Regions from separate parts of the Oryctolagus cuniculus genome. Here region 1 is linked to region 2. The links are chromatin contacts, called in public Hi-C maps. All regions are on one chromosome and are shown on one strand. Each heading gives the region's core, a stretch centred on a gene start, on an enhancer-like site or on the middle of the called end of the contact. The rest is flanking DNA. Distances are from core to core; before and after follow the strand shown.

What was found. A called contact is a pair of places that touch in the nucleus more often than the background predicts.
Region 1: a contact with region 2 is called in a Hi-C map of embryonic fibroblasts, with 3 times the contacts expected there. The contact joins the promoter of BASP1 here to the enhancer-like site in region 2. A contact is called at or near these places in 4 of 6 Hi-C or Micro-C datasets (ear pinna, embryonic fibroblasts, psoas muscle and 1 more).

What each region holds. Positions count from the first base shown.
Region 1 is chr14:46,246,739-46,251,825 of mOryCun1.1, reverse strand. It overlaps BASP1 (brain abundant membrane attached signal protein 1), which reads right to left and starts at 3,663. Exons shown (of 2, transcript XM_070056613.1): 1 at 3,526-3,663.
Region 2 is chr14:45,935,361-45,940,197 of mOryCun1.1, reverse strand. The region is part of intron 3 of MYO10 (myosin X); the gene reads left to right. Among named protein-coding and RNA genes, the nearest start is that of MYO10, 110 kb to the left of the region's middle. Within about 2 kb of position 2,802, at least 2 of the 8 cell types and tissues checked have an H3K27ac peak or open chromatin away from gene starts, as enhancers often do. A contact at or near this core is called in ear pinna, where this site is marked.

The DNA.
Region 1 (5,087 bases), core at 2,414-4,913, 310 kb before region 2:
TCCTGTTTTTGAAGCAGTTGACTTTTTTTTCCTTTGACCTAATCATTTCTTAAAAAAGCATTTTATTATTTAAAATGGAAATAAAATAAATTTGAGGGGCTGCTAAGAGAAACTTCCCCAAAGGTCCCATCGGGGCACCTACGACACACTGTGGGCACCTCAACCTCTTGCTCTCTAAGCCTGCCCTGTGAAGCTGACCTCAGGGAGGTCATATCCACAGAAAACATATCAGTTTCCGGGCTGCAGGACAAAATGAGGATTTCTTTTTCTTTTTTTTTTTTTACTTGCTCACTGTGATGGGTTGTGCCCTCTCCCCCAAAACCACGTTGCATGTCAAGGTGACTTCATTTGGAAAGAGGGGCTTTGCAGATAGAACCAAGTGGTTCTCAATCTGCTCTCTCTGCAAGGAGAAGAACTCTGGATAGAGGTGCATCAAGCAGTCGCCACAGAACCATGGAGGCACAGGTGGGGGTGGAGTGTCCAGAGGAACATGAGTAGTGCTGATGGGCAGCGTCCACAGGGCAGGGAAGGGCAAGGGCAGCCTCCTCCCTCGGAGCTCCCACAAGGAACCAGCCCTGCCCACCTGTGATTTTCGCCTCCCAGCCTCTGCACCTGTGAGAAAGTAAATGTCTGCTGTGCCCAGTGTGTGATGTTCGTTACAGCAACCCTAGGACACTAGTATACCCCAACTCAGAAGAGGCAGGCATAATCCTGGGAACACCGTGAAGATACATCACCGAGAAAGCACATGGCTTTAAGGATTGTTCTGTTTTCTTCCTTTCTCCCTTTTTCCTCTGTCTTCCCAGCCCCAACATTCTAACTTTCCTATAAAATATTGTTTTATTTCTCTCTAAATGCATAGCTCTTCATGAATCCTGGAGACCCATCCACTTTTTTTCCCCGAGTGCATTTTTAGTTCTCTGCAAATAGCTAAAAGCTTCACAATCCAGCCAGCATTTGAGTTTGTAGAATCGAATATGTAAAATCGAATATGTAAAACCTTGAGTTGCTGAAAGTATTTGCTACAAACATTCCCTTATTTCTCATGACAGCTTAAAAAGAAAAGATAAGAAAGCCAGCTATTTTCAACCTCAAGAAACACAAAGGTTAAGCATTTTGTCCTAAGCCACACCATCTTTCAGTAGAGAACAAGCTTGGAAGACAGATCTCCCAACTTCCTATAGAGCTGCTTTACAATGTCATCCTACTGTATTTTATTCTCAATTATCCATCTGTAAGAGAAGAAGGAACAAATCCTCAAAAATGATGATTAATCGTTGCCTTTCAAGGGACACACATTTGGCAGAGACGTTAAGACATTGCTTAGGATGCCTGCAACCCCTATTGGAGATCCTGAGTCCCAGTCCTGGCTCCGCTTCCAGTTGTAGCTTCCTGCTAATGTGCACTCTGGAAGGCAGTGGTGATGACTCAAATGCTTAGGTTCCTGCCACTCACTTATGTGGGAACCTTCTCAAGTTCTGAGATCCTAGTCCTGGCTGTTGCCAACAACTGGAGAGTGAACCAGCAGATGGAAAATTCTCTCTCTCTCTCTCTCTCTCTCTCTCTCTCTCTCTCTCTTTCTCTCTCTCTCTCTCCTAGTTGCACATGTCACTGGGGCACACATCTTAGCTTATTCTGACTTCCTCTGTATACCACTGTCATTCAGGAAGCCTTAGACAGCCACACACTGAATCCTTCTGCCACCACCACTCTGCCTCTCTAAGATGGATGCCTTTTAAAGGTCTTTCCTGAGCCAGAACCAAATCCCTAGTAACAACCTCCTTGGATAGCAAAAATCCCTTACCTGTGCAGAGTTCAAACAGACTGCTGAAAATACGAAAGAAAAATTAAAGGGAAATCAAAGAAAACCCTGGAAGCCCAAAATAAAGCCAAGTTTGTTCCTCAGCCTGCACGTTCTCCTGGACCCTTGAACCAAGCTCCAAGCTCACACACTCAACGCAGGTGATGAAGACCCCTTGTGACCTCCTTGCTTCCAAGATACTGAGTTACTGCTGCATCAAACATGTCACTTCACCTCCTTGCTAAACTCATATCCCTAGAAAACTCACCCCAATAATGGACACCCCAGATAAATCTCCATGTGACTGAGTGATGGTCAGCCTCTCCACCTGAGCTGTGGAGGGCCCAGGCACTAGGAATGGAGAAGCCCTACAGAGACCCTTATACTGGAGGAATTATGGAAAACATGGGCACAATGAAAGCAAACACTCTGACCATCGTCCAACAGTTCCAGGCCAGGGCTGCAGATGGCAAGGATCTAACGGACTGCAAGGAAGTGACATAGGCAGGGAGAAGCAGGTCGGGTGAGGAGGACACCCAGACAAGGAGGTGGGTTCCAGAAAGCAGGACAGGCATACGATGGAGATGCCTGTCCCAGCAGTGAGGGAACAGGAACATGTGTGTAGTTCCAAAGGACACCGCAATTTCCCAAGATCATGGTGAATTTGGGAAGGAAAGCAAGCAGGTCAAATCTGATCACAGTAAACGTGCATCGTTTAGGCCAGAAAGATGCTAACCACTCAACACAAATCTTCTCATTTCATCCACAGCACCCTATGCAGCAGGAAGCGCTGCTATCCTCTGTAAGCGAACAAGTCTCTGCAGTTAAGGAACTTGGCCAAGGTCACAGATGAGTACAGAGTGGATAGTGAGGATGAAGGTGTGGGGAGGAAAATCATAGACTATGAAATACTCAAGAGGGAATTTTTTCAAGAGGAGAAAGAGTAACCGTTTGCAAATGATCACAAAAGTGTTAATGCAATGCTGAGTCTCCAGCCCAGCAGGTGCTATGTGGAAGGGAAGAAACCGGGGTGTTGTGGAGAGAGAAGGATTTCAGGGAGGGTGGCTGCTCTCTGAAGACTGCAGACACAGAAGAGATCATCCACCAAGGAATCATGACCCCCGACAACACAATGGAACCAGTAGTATGGGAGGAAAGGAGTGGCAGCGTCCACGGGAAGGACCCAGGGGCAGCAAAGGAGACATTACCAGAGGGCCAGGCTCCTCGGTGACGACAGGATGACAGGCCACGTGGAACTTGCCGGTCTCCAGGGTCCCCACACGCGTCCTGTTGTTCTCCTGTCCTCTGAGCTGCCAAGGCACTGGGACGCTTGGCCCGTGGTCAGCTGTCACCACACCAGGTGGAATCCTTGGGGCCACAGGTAAGATGGAGGAGGAAGGAGCTGTGCTGGGCGCTGCTGGCGGCTGGGAGCTGCCTGGCCTTGCAGGAGCATTAGCTGATCTAGGAAGCTTACTCTGGCATGACAAGGGAAGTCAGTAATCTCCTAAAGGGACATTCCTCCTTGCCCCCTGGAAAAGCTGACACAGAAATACTTTGCTTTACGCATCGTGGTATGTGCTGCCTGTTGGGAAGCGGTGAGATGAGGCACTCCCCCGAGCAGCAAGACCTGTGGGAATTAAAGTGTTTTAGGACCCAAAGCTCTATCTGTGGCCCTAGGTGCAGCAAGAATTATGTGGCAACCATGTGAGTAATCGCAAACTCACCACTTCCAGGCTGGTTTTCTAATCCTCCACCCTCTTTTTCGGTCATATTTCTATTTGGAAAATTCTCCACCAGGCACAAGCTGTGTCATAGACTTGCCCAACCTTCTTGTACTCCTGCCATCCTGGACCCCTGCAGGGCTGGATCATTAAAACAATTTCTGAGTTCCAGAAAAACACTTAAAAAAAAAGCCTCCTAGGAAATAAGTTTGAACTTACTGTAATTTCTGCTTCTGTTTAGTGTTCTGTGAAGACTCCTTCAAGCTGAGAACAGCCCAGTGCTTGAGCCATAATCATTTCTGTTTCCTTTTTCTTCTTTTCATTAGGAAAAGTTCCAAACATGCACAAGAGTATGGAGGGAAGAACGAAGATGCTCTGTGGATCCATCACCCAGAGTCAACATTTGACAGTCATCAACTCATGTTCACACTATTCAGTAGAAGATAGCAACCAAGGGAGGAAGGAAGAGGAGAAGAAATAAAAGAAAAAAGAAACATAAAACGTGTTGTACAAAGTTAGAGCATATTCCCTGCTCCCCGTGTATTTTCCCTGACTTTGGAACCCATGTTAGAACAGTTCTCAGTGCAAATTACATAGAATTGGTTTGGCAAAACTCCTCCTAGATTTTGAATTTCAATTACGATTTCAGGGAAATCATTACAAACCTTGTTAAGAGAGGACTCTGTCGCATTGTAGCTTACTCTTCTGAATGGGACTCTAAAACAAAACCGATTATTTATGCTAAGCTCACAATTTACTTCTTGGGGATTTTTAACCACATGCAGCAAATTCCAGTAAGAAGCTTAAAACATTTTCCCAGCTAAAAAAATACTGGGGGGAGGGGGGTACAAACAATATTTGATTTCTGAAAACTCCAGCCAAGTCGTGAAATGTGAAATTCCACATTTCAGATGGCTTAAAGCAGAACCCATAATGGGTTATCATTTTAGGATAAACCAATGGAGACAATTCCAGAGGGAGTCAGAACTGGCCCCTAAGTAGACAGGAGAAACATCAGCCAATCTGTTGGGAGCTTAGAGTATAATTCATTCTCTCTCTCTCTCTCTCTCTCTCCCCATCTCCCCTCCTTCTCCCTCTCTCTTCCTCTCCCTCTTTCTAAAACATGACTGATTGAGAACAGGAGAATATCTGGCATCAGTATTAACAGTCACACAGCCTCTTGCTCAAGTCCTGTTTTTGTTAGCAGGTGAAAAGGAAAGGGAAAACAGGAGCAGTGGGTACCAATTTTAGCTCAAGATCTAGACCATGTCATTTATTACAGAGTCATCTGAAACTGCCCATTGTGGCATTTGGTGAACTTAAGTGACTGCCCCAAAATACTGACCACGTCTACACGCAGCAAACAGGGCTTGGCGAGACATTCAGCAAGCAGGGTCTGAGATCTTGGCCAGCAGCATCTCTACCTCCACGTGGAATCCTCAATAGAATAACATACTTACGGCAGACACATCTCTGAAATGACTGCAGGTACACAGAGGAAGGGTGTGTGCATAGCTTTCACGTGCACACACACCATACACAAACGGAAATTAGGTGAGCCAGTC
Region 2 (4,837 bases), core at 1,553-4,052:
GGGACTTTATTAGAATCTGTTAAACTGTTCTTCCCCCTGGCCTTTGGCATCTTCCACTGAAATGGGTAGAAAGCAAGAAAAAGGACCCTTAGAATAGACAAATCAGAGTTGAGCCCTCCTTTTCTCCACTAATCTCCCGTGGCTCTAAATGAACAGTTTAGGCTGTCAGTTGTTTGTTTGCTTAAGATCTATTTATTTGAAAGGCAGAGTCTGAGAGAGAGAGAGAGAGAAGAGACAGGGAGGTCTTCCATCCACTGGTTCACTCCACAAATGGCCAGAGCTGGGCCAGGCCAAAGCCAGGAGCCAGGCCCTGGGCCTCCCACATGGGTGCAAGGGCCTCCCACATGTGACCTGGTCCATCCTCCACTGCTTCCCCAGATGCACCAGCAGGGAGCTAGATCAGAAGTGGAGCAGCTGGGACTTGAACTGGCACCACATTTGGCAACTTTACCCACTGTGCCACAGTGTCAGGTTTTTAATGTATGCTTTTTCAAGTCAGCACAATCCCCTTACCTGGCAGGGCAGGGCTGCTTCTGAACATGTGAAAACGTTAGAAACTTCAGCCTTTTGTGTCTTTCTGTCCACCTTGTTCATCTCATACCCACACACACACACTTATTTCAAAAGTTTCTGTGTTCGACTTGGCGCCATATTGAGGGGCATTTGGAAGTGGTTTACAGCATCTTCCTGAGCCTGGAAGCTTGCAGTTTGGCCATGGGGAAATCTCATAGGGAAAAAAAATCAAGGCCAGCTCACTGCATGGAGCCTTGAACCACTGGGAGTTTCTTGTAGAGTTCCAGCTTGTGGGGATGACACAGTTTGGGTTCCACTCCTGAGCCTTACCTTGGGCCCCTTCCCTGTTCTGTGGCTGAATCCCTGCCCCTTGCATGCTCTTGAGGGGCAGAAGTGCAGACTTTATGGCAATGTCTCTGGGTCTGTATGGCTCTAGCCTTGCTGCTGGTCCTGTTTGAGTCCAATACCCTGATTGGGCCTGTATTCCTCTCTCCGTAATTTCCTGTATGAGGCCTTGCTGCTGGATTGCCTTCTTGGAGTTCCAGGCTTTTGCTGTCTGAACTTTTGCCATCCTCTGCTGGCTTCCCAGACTACAGCCCTACTCAGCATCCCAGCCTGCAGCCCCCAACCAGAAACTCAGGCTTCTGTCCTAAACCTGTTGGTTGTGTACTTTCTGCTGCAGCGGATGGGGGTGGGGAAGGACACCTCAAGTACCCTCACCTGCAAGCTTCTAAAGACTTAAGAAGATGAAGTGCCAGTATGTTGTGGTGCCAAAAGATAAGAGATAGGGAGGAGGAACCTGAAGGTGGGTCAGGAAACCTGAGTTGGCTGTGGAGGGGGTGTCAAGAAAGACCATGCAGAGGAGGGATAAGAGTTAGAAGGAAAAGCTGGTGGGCACTGCACAGGAAGACAGAGAGATGAGAGTGAGTTTGCTGGCAGGCCTTGCTAAATGGCTTATGGCAGAAGTGCTGGGGAAAGCAAGTTCAGAACGAATGGGCAGGTCGGGCTTAGGAAATCCTCCAGCATTTGTTCTCAGTCAAGATTTTCTGCCCCCAGGTGACAACTGGCAATAGCAGGAGGTTGTCTTAGTTAGTTAGGGGCAGGAGACTCATGATGTCCAGTGAGCAGAGGCCAGGGCTGCTGCGCAACACCACCTGGTGCTCAGGACAGTCCCCCAAGAAAGAATTGCCTAGCCCAAGATGTCAGTAGTGCCATGGCTGAATCTCTGTGAAGAGAGAAATATTGGGACAGTTGCTAGGAAGTGCTAGGGAGCAGGGAGGGGACAAGTTAGTGGTGATGACATGAAGGTTTTGGTTTTTTTTTTTTTTTTTTTTTTTGACAGGCAGAGTCATAGACAGTGAGAGAGAGAGAGAGAGACAGAGAGAAAGGTTTTCCCTCTGTTGATTCACTCCCCAAATAGCCGCTACAGCCAGCACTGCGCTGATCCAAAGCCAGGAGCCAGGTGCTTCTTCCTGGTCTCCCATGCGGGTGCAGGAGCCCAAGCACTTGGGCCATCCTCCACTGCCCTCCCGGGCCACAGCAGAGAGCTAGACTGGAAGAGGAGCAAGCGGAACTAGAACCTGACACTCATTTGGGATGCCGCTGCCGCAGGCGGAGGATTAACCAAGTGAGCACAGCACTGGCCTGAAGGTTTTAGAGTGGGGAAGAAGGCAGTGAGGGAGGGGACAAATAAGAGGAGCGTGGGAGACAGGTGAGGGAGGGAGGTTTGTCAAGTCTCTTGTCTGTGAAGACCCCCACTGACACACCTGGCAGCTCCTTGAGCAAAGTGGGAAGATGCATAGAGTTTGGGATGCCTGTCTGGCTGTGCTCCCTGGCCTGCATCAGCTCAGATTGTTCTACCCCCAGACACTAAGCCCAGTGCCGTCAAGAGCTGCTGAGGTTTCTGCTGTGCTGGAAGTTAAGCTGTGTGCCTGCTCCTGGGACTGCCGAACTCTGGGGTGTGGCAGTTTAGTTCTGTGCTGAATTGAAGAGAAGCCCATCCGCTCCACCGTAGGGGTTTTGTCAGGCTCTGGGTTAGCTGCACGGAGGAGACTCCTTTCCCAGCCTCCAGGAACGGCCGCAGACCACATGATGGGAGAGGCACAGCAAATTCAGAGCTCGCCTGCAATTGTGGCGTGGAGGCTGGCTCCAGAGGAAGCCCTCCCATGTCCACCCAGCCCCAGGGCTAATTTGTTGGTCTTGTGGAACAAGCAGTAAAGGGATCAGAATCAAACAAGCTCATTTTAAGCAATGAGGTTGTGTCTAAAGATACTTGCTTCAGAAGGTACAGAAGATGCTTCACAGCTAACGTATTTTTAGGCTCTTCAAAAATAGCCTCCTCTGGTTGGGTGACATTCCAGCCCCAATCTGTAAATGTGTTTGCTGTTGTTCCTGAATTAACTTTGAAGCCGGCTTCTGTTTAGCAAGCCCCAGCCAGTGAAGAAGCTTGTGCTTGCCATAGGCCTGAGCCGAGTTCACCTGCCAGGAAGGCATAGCCACCTGCAGTGTGGTGACCGGGCAGCCCCTGCTGTGTGGGTCCTGTTTGGGGACAGGCAAATTGAAGTCTGTGTTTCAGTTTTTTGACTTGAGGTTTCCCAGAGGAGGCTTTTTTTCTTTCTTTCTTTCATTTCCCTCTCTTTCCAAGGCCAGTGTCAAGTAACAGTGCCTGGCTCTCATGGATTTGGGATGGCCTGAAGTCCGGATGGGTAGCACAGTCTTGGCATGTGACCCTGGTTGGGAACAGCTGAGTACAGTGTGGATTGTCAGAGGTTCCTTGTTTGTTGGCTTTTTTTTTAAAAAAAGGAAGAAATCAAGACTCATGTTGCCAAAAGATGATTGTAACCATCTGTCTGACTATATGTATTTTTAAAATTTTACCAACTGTTCATGTTCTTGAGTGACCACTTCCACATCAGCACATGATAGTGGCAGTTAGGAGCTTTGTTTTTATGATTTCTTTTCTTTCCTGACTCTCCATTGGTTCCAGTTACTTTCAACAAGGAGAGAATTTGAATCAGAAATTGAACTGGAGGAATTATCTGTTGTGATCTAGTTTTCTTTGCAGCAAACTTGAATGCTTGGCATTTTTTAAAATTGTTTAAAAATGTGTTTCACTGGACTGTGGCAAACAATTTTTTTTTTTAGAGATTTATTTATTTACTTGAAAGTCAGAGCTACACAGAGAGAGAAGGAGAGGCAGAGAGAGAGAGAGAGGAGAGAGAGAGAGAGAGAGGTAGGTCCTCCATCCGCTGGTTCACTCCTCAGTTGGCCAGAATGGCCGAAGCTGCGCCGATCCGGAGCCAGGAGCTAGGAGCTTCCTCCGGGTCTCCCACACATGTGGAAGGGCCCAAGGACTTGGGCCATCTTCTGCTGCTTTCCCAGGCCATAGCAGAGAGCTGGATTGGAAGTGGAGCAGCCGGGACTCAAACAGGCGCCCATATGGGATGCCAGCACTGTAGGCAGCAGCCTTACCTGCTACACCACAGCATCGGCCCCGGCAAACAGTTTTGTTATGCAGAAGACAGTGGGCAGAGCAGTAGAACACAGAACATGAATTTCTTTGGCGGATTAGTGGTCAGACTACATGCACCCGAAGTATCTTGTTGAGTTAGCTGTGCACTCCAAGGATGCAGAGTTACTTTATCACAGTCATTGTTTGTTGAAAGAGTGAACAAATGAAAGCTACTTCATTGATTGGTGAAGATAGACAACAAGCAAACCATTGGTAACAGTGCAGCACAACAATGAGTGATAAAATTATTTACCTGGAGCACAAAGAATGAGCATCAAAATGAGGTGAGGGGCCAGCACCATGGCATAGCAGGTAAAGCTGCCTCCTGCAGTGCCAGCATCCTGTATAGGTGCTGTTTTGAGTCCCAGCTGCTCCACTTCCAATCCAGCTCTCTGCTATGGCCTAAGAAAGCATTGAGGATGGCCCAAGTCCTTGGGCCCCTGCACTTGTGAGGGAGACCCAGAAGAAGCTATTGGCTCCTGGCTTCGGATCGGCGCAGCTCCAGCCATTGAGGCCATCTGGGGAGTGAACCAGCAGATGGAAGGCCTATCTCTCTCTGCCCCTGACTTTCAAATAAATAAATCTTTAAAAAAAAAATGAGGTGAGGAGAAGGTCAGAAAAATAATTCTACAAAGTTATTAGTTGCACTGAGGTTTGAGCATTTGTTGGGGAATTTGGTCTCCTAGCGGGAGATCACCCAGTGTAGAGATAGAAAATAGCGTGGTGGATTTAGATTTATTGGATGTGGTACATTGGAGACATTGGAGTGAATGTTGCATGCCGCTGCCTGTCAGGGCCATCAAGAGAAGGTGA